Linked DNA regions of Sus scrofa: region 1 is linked to region 2. A link is a contact called in public promoter capture Hi-C data. All regions are on one chromosome and are shown on one strand. The core of a region is the stretch at or near the end of the contact, and the rest is flanking DNA. Distances in the headings are between cores, read along the strand shown.

What was found. Promoter capture Hi-C pulls out the DNA fragments that hold promoters and counts their contacts.
Region 1: a contact with region 2 is called in a promoter capture Hi-C map of liver, with 3 times the contacts expected there. The contact joins the promoter of RIOX1 here to the promoter of PSEN1 in region 2. A contact is called at or near these places in 2 of 5 promoter capture datasets (fetal liver and liver) and 1 of 2 datasets of contacts at active chromatin or transcription factors (skeletal muscle).

The regions. Positions count from the first base shown.
Region 1 is chr7:96,821,556-96,824,620 of Sscrofa11.1, reverse strand. It overlaps RIOX1 (bifunctional lysine-specific demethylase and histidyl-hydroxylase NO66), which reads right to left and starts at 1,548. Exons shown (of 3, transcript XM_021099492.1): 1 at 1-1,548. The coding sequence starts at 1,465. The region is part of intron 15 of HEATR4 (HEAT repeat-containing protein 4); the gene reads left to right.
Region 2 is chr7:96,476,941-96,479,640 of Sscrofa11.1, reverse strand. It overlaps PSEN1 (presenilin 1), which reads right to left and starts at 1,384. Exons shown (of 12, transcript NM_001078667.1): 1 at 1,314-1,384.

The sequences.
Region 1 (3,065 bases), core at 299-2,798, 340 kb before region 2:
AATCCATGAAGTCTCGGGGCAGTCCCCTACGGAACTCCACGTTTTCTTCCATTGCAGCCTGCACTGCCAGAGGCAGTACAGCCTCCAGGAAGTCGCCCCAGGTATTGCGCTGGTATGTGGACAAGGTCAGATGCAGAGAGTGCACTCCGTCCTGGCATTCGGCTTGGTGAATGAAGCCTCGGGGAAAATAAAGCAAATCTCCAGGTTCCAGCACCGTCTGCAGCACCGGCTCACCGAGGTCGTCCTGGCTGAAGTTGGGACTGGATGTCAGGGCTAGTTCCTCAGTCGGGACCCGCGGTCGGTAGACCCGCCAGAGTTTCCTACCTTCCAGCTGCAGCACGAAAGCCTCAATGTCGTCGTAGTGGGGGGCAAAGCCCTGCGAGTTGGGGGGCGTGAGGTAAACGTTGGAGCCTGCCATGCTTCCAAACTGCTCTTGAAGCACAGCCAAAAACTGCCACACGGTGGTGGAGAAAGCCTGCGGACAGAGGAGGCGCAGGGAGCAGCCGGCCTGGTACAGGGACCACGCGGCGGCGGGCAGGGCGCGGCCGGGAGGGTTCAGAGTCTCGCGCCGCCCGTTGATGTAGCGCGCGGCGTCCAGGTGCTGCCCGAACTGGACCTCCTCGTTCCGCAGCATGGAGTCCAGGTCTGCGGTAGAGAAGAGACCCTGGTAGTAGGTGTGGTCCTGCCGCCGCACCAGCACCGCCTCACGCTCCCACAGGCGCCGGTAGAAGTGGTCTGGCGGCATGGGCGAGATGAGCCATTCAAAGAGGCGCGCCGCCCGCCGCCGGCTGCTGGGGATGCGGTTCAGCTCGGCCAAGACGCGCTGCAGAGGAGAGTCCCAGGGCAGCTCCCCGTTCATGCTTTCCCCCTGAGGCCCCGACAGCGTCGCAGGAGCCATGGACGGCGGGGCGCCCGCCAAGTGCTGGGCAGAGCACAACAGGGTAGAGTTCTCCACCCCGCGGGCCGGCGCAGCGGCCACCTCCACCAGGCGCGCGGGCGGCGCCGAACCCGGCACTAGGCGCGCGGGCAGGGCGGGCCCCTCCATCAGCCGCGCCGGCGGCGTCTGCGCCTCCACCAAGCGCGCTGCCGGGGTCTGCGACTCCACCAGGGCTCGAGGAGTCTGCAGGGAGCGGGACGCGGGTGAGGCCTCCAGCAGCTCCGCGGGCCCGAGGTGGCCATATGGCTCCCGCCGGGCGGCATCCGGAAGGCCCACCACCCCGCCAGCCAGCGGGTCCACGGGACCGTCGACCGTCGACTCCACCCTCGAGTCCTCCGAGTCCTCGCTTGGCAGCGTCTGGGCCCTCAGCGCGGCCATGCGGGACGCGACACTTCTCCGCAGCTGCCTTCGGATCTTCCTGGGCCTCAGGGGCAGGGCCAGGACCGACCCGCTGTGTGGCTGAGGCTGGCGCCGGCGCCTCAGCCGCCCGCGCCTCAGCAGCCCTGCGCTAGCCCGGAGCCCGTCCATGGTCCGACCCTCTCCGGAGCAGACAGCGACAAACCGGCTCTTGCAGGCCGCGGCCGCCGTGTACTCTGGGAAGGGGGCGGGCCTCCAGCCGCACTGGGTTGTCCACGCCCACCATTCTTCCCCCTGGCGCCTCCCGCGCGCCGGGTTAGAAAATGTTAACTTAATTAAATGCCTGGCTTCCCCAGCTAGAGCACCTGAGTCCTTGCGTGATTAACCTGGTGTCTCTGTTTTGTGGGCAGTTTAAAAATCAAGTTGCCAGGGACTCCAGGAGAAAAAAGTTGGCTGCTTCACTCCTCTTTCGTTCTAGTATCTGCACTTTGCAGTGTTCCCCGGGTCTTCCTCGTTTCTGAATAGCATGTTCCCCAGCTGCATCACAAATTTTAAGTCATTGTGCTCCCACCACAAAAAAGAAGGTATGGGCTTTTCTACTCTTGTTCTTGATATCTGCCTTTCCCACTCCCTCTGGAATTTTGTTTCATTAACTACAACTTCTATCCCCAGAATCTCTTCTCCTCTGAACTTTATGTCGACTTATTATTATATCTGAGCCTTATTATATGTGGGCACTGTGGTAGGCATGAGAGTGCAATTGCTGAGAACATCGTCACTGTCTCCATGAAACTATTGTTGCTTTATACATAAAGATGACTTGTGTTCATTTGAATCATTTATTATAAATTCCCAGGAATGGAATTGCTACGAACAGGATAATTTTTGTCATTATTATAGGTTTTACCGAACTCTCTCAGAAAGAGTTCACAACCTTACAAGCAATTATAAGCATGTTAGACTACATGGTCTCTAGGGCCTTTTCTGTGGTTCCATTTGATCTTTCAATCCTCTTTCTCACTCACATTTCAATCCAAACACTTGGAGTCTAAAAGCTTTTAGATTTTACTCCTCTTAGGTGTTACATTTACCCGTTTTATTTCTCTTATGGTCTATTACAATGGTCTGCTACTTGGGGTGGATTTTGCCTCCCCAAGAAACACTTTGGGGGAGGAGGGTTGATGCTATAGCATCTCATGAGTAAAAGCCAGAGATGCTGCTGAACAGCCACAATGCAAAAGACAACACTCCACCCCCAACAAATAATTATCCAACCTGAAATGTTAATAATGCTGAGGCTGAGAAACCCTGGTCTATTACAAGTGGCCTCCCAACAAGTCTCTTTTTAACTTTAATTGCCCCCTGTGCTAATTTATAACACAAGTAAGGACAAAATTAGTTTTTTCAAAGTTCCTGGTGTGGAGCAGCAGATTAAAGATCTGGCATTGCCACAGCTGTGACATAGGTGACGGCTGCAGCTCAGGTTCCATCCCTGGTTGGGAAACTTCCACATGCCATGGGTGTCGACAAAAAAGAAAAGAAATTAGTTTTCTCAAGCTTTGGCCCCAAACCTACCATCACCCTACTCAAAACCCATCCATGTGCCCCAGGTCTTGTTTTTTGTATCCACTCAGCCAGTCTGTGTCTTTTGGTTGGAGCATTTAATCCATTTACATTCAGTGTAATTATGGAAGTGTGTGTTTATTGCCATTTTGTTAGTTGTTTTGAATTTTTGCTTTGGGCTCCCCTCCCCGTTCTTTTGCTGTTTTTC
Region 2 (2,700 bases), core at 135-2,634:
AGAGACCAATTCCAATCCTCCAGTTCTCCCCAAATGGAAATTCATGCAGCAGTCAAGGACTGGGGCAGCCATTAACTTGAAATTCAGCAAGAGATCACATCCATTCAAAGGAAAGTGTACCCAAAATAATGGTACATACCTACTCAAGCACCAGAAGTAGAGGAATGGAAAAATACTATTTTGGGGAAGGGTAAAGGTGAAGGAATCCATGCACTCAATAAATAGGCTTCTTTTTCAGTGTTAAGGGCTTGCTATTAAATGGAGGTGGGAGGGGGCTTAAATTGGCTGAACTGCCAGGTGAGTTAAGGAGAACTGAAATTGGCTTTTGCAGGTGACAGAAATCAGCCAAATGCAACAGGCTCCAATATACTTTCCCGTTTAATCCTCCTTCATAACAGCTATTTAATGTGCCGACTGGGTCACTGGATCCTTAGGATCCAGAGGGCCCCTGTGCGTAGTACACTCTGATATAATGCCCTCCTCACTTCAACTCCGAGGGTGAAAACCTTTCCACTGAAAAAGATAACTCAAATAACAAGATGTCCTTAACTAAATGTAATCTTTACGTGCCTCAAACTTCAGAGAATATTATGACTTACAATGTGCTCTGCCAATACAGTCATTCGCATACTATCCTTATCTCCCATAATAAACCTTGAACACTTTATTCATCTTGTCCAAAGTGGGTGAGCAATGCTTTTAAAAATATAAAGTTACTTTCCTACAAGAGAAACAAATATTTAAAAGGAATCTGAGCGGTATGACAACGCCAAGTATCTATAATCCATGAAAAGCACTGGACATACATGCCTCCTGACAGTCTCGACCAAGGCAAAAGCATCCGAGCCTGTTTTCCGCCCCGAACTGAGACAGAGGGAACTTAGCCCTAGCCCTGAATGCCACTCGCTGCTCCTGGACGAGAACACACTCAGGGCATGAGGCGCGGAGTTTCACCAGTTGCTCAACCAGGTCTAGCGCAAGGCGCTTCCTCTTTCTCCCGCTACACTCCAGGCAAAACGTTCAATCCCAGCCCAAGGCACCTGCGCCCTGAGAGGTCTTCGGGAAACCAGCACTTCCGGACCAAGGGTTAGAAGGAGAATCTCTCTTCAACCGATCACGGAAACGGGCCGCCCCTTCTCGTTCCCCACACAGGGTTCCTGGGTCCCTGCCCGGCCGCGCCCCGCTCTTCATCCTCGAGGACACCGGCTCAGCGGCCCGGGCGGCGACAAAAGGCCGGGCCCTGCCCGCGTCCGCCCCTATCGGCACTCGATGAGGGGCGCGTTCCTCTCCCCACCTCCCCAGCGCGCACTTACTCTTTCTCGTCGCAGCCGCCACCTCTCGCAGCCCAGGTCCCTTCCCCAGCAGCCGCTGTTTTGTTTCCGATGTGAAATCCCAGCCTTTGGAGCAGCCAGTCCAGGCCCCGCCCAAAAGGCTTCGCTGGTGTCGTCACTTCCGGCTCTGGCGTCGTTGGGGGCCAGCCCGCCGAGGGGTGGAGCCTGAAGGGACCACTGGCGGGGGCGGGGCCCAGAGGAAGGAGGTGGGGCTTCCAGTGGTGAGCTGGATTTGAGAAGACTGCGCTCCAGTTTGCCTTCCGACCTGAGGGACCTCTGACAGAGTGCCTTTGCCGGTATGAGGTTATCAGGACTCTGAAACGACTCTTTGAGCTGAGGATCAAAATCTATGTACAGTGGACCCAGTGCGTGCTTCTCCAAGCCTACAAGTGATGGCATCTTAAATCTAATGTTTCCTTTCTCTGTAGTACCTATTTGTACGGTGTTTCTCAGTGACAATCAGCAGCACCACAATCAAAGGATGCTAATTTAAATTGTAAACACCTGTGCCCTCCACCCCTCCCTAACAAATCCAAAGTTTTGGTGTGTGAGAAACTGCATTTTAAAGAAACATTGTCTGGGATCTTGGGCTCCAAGTTTAGGCACCAGTTTTCCCAGATGGTAAGCTTTCAGACAGCATAAATTCTCTTATTTTTGTAATCTCAAACCCTAACAGAGTATCTGGTACACAGTGAATTGCTCAAAGAGGGTTGATTTTTACATCTGCCAGCTATCCATTCAAATGACTATAAAAAGAGTATTAATAACTCCTTAAGCAGCATATCACACACATACTCATCTGAAAGCTAAAAGTGAACAGTGAATACTATCACGTAAAACCAACTATGAACAAAGGAGAAATGTTCAAATTCACAGGTAATCAGAAAATTGAAAGTGAAATCAAAAACATGGCCAATGAGATTCTTTCTTTTAAATTCTTCCCCCAAGATAACCTTCCTTATTCCTAGAGCATCAATTCCCAAACCCCCTCTTATTCCTGCCCCCTTCAAATACATGATTGGACTTAAATAGGTTTTACATACAACTTCATATTGAAGAACACAAGTAGCAGTAGTAAGTTTTTCCATTCACAGGGAAAGTTGGGAAAATAAAAAGGTTGATACCCTCCCCAAAATATTTTTTTAAGTCCTCATCTACCCCTTCCTTCCCTAAACTTCACAAGGATAGGAATTTTTGCCTGTTTGTTTGCCTGCAAGTGCTGAAAACAATGACTAGCACACAAAACAGCTCAAAACATTTCAAGCATAAGCTAAAATCCATTTATTTGTGAACTAGTTCAATCTCTTTGAATGCAATCTAGAATGTGAATAGAAAGTCTAAAAATGCTAGATAACTATTCTTAGAAACA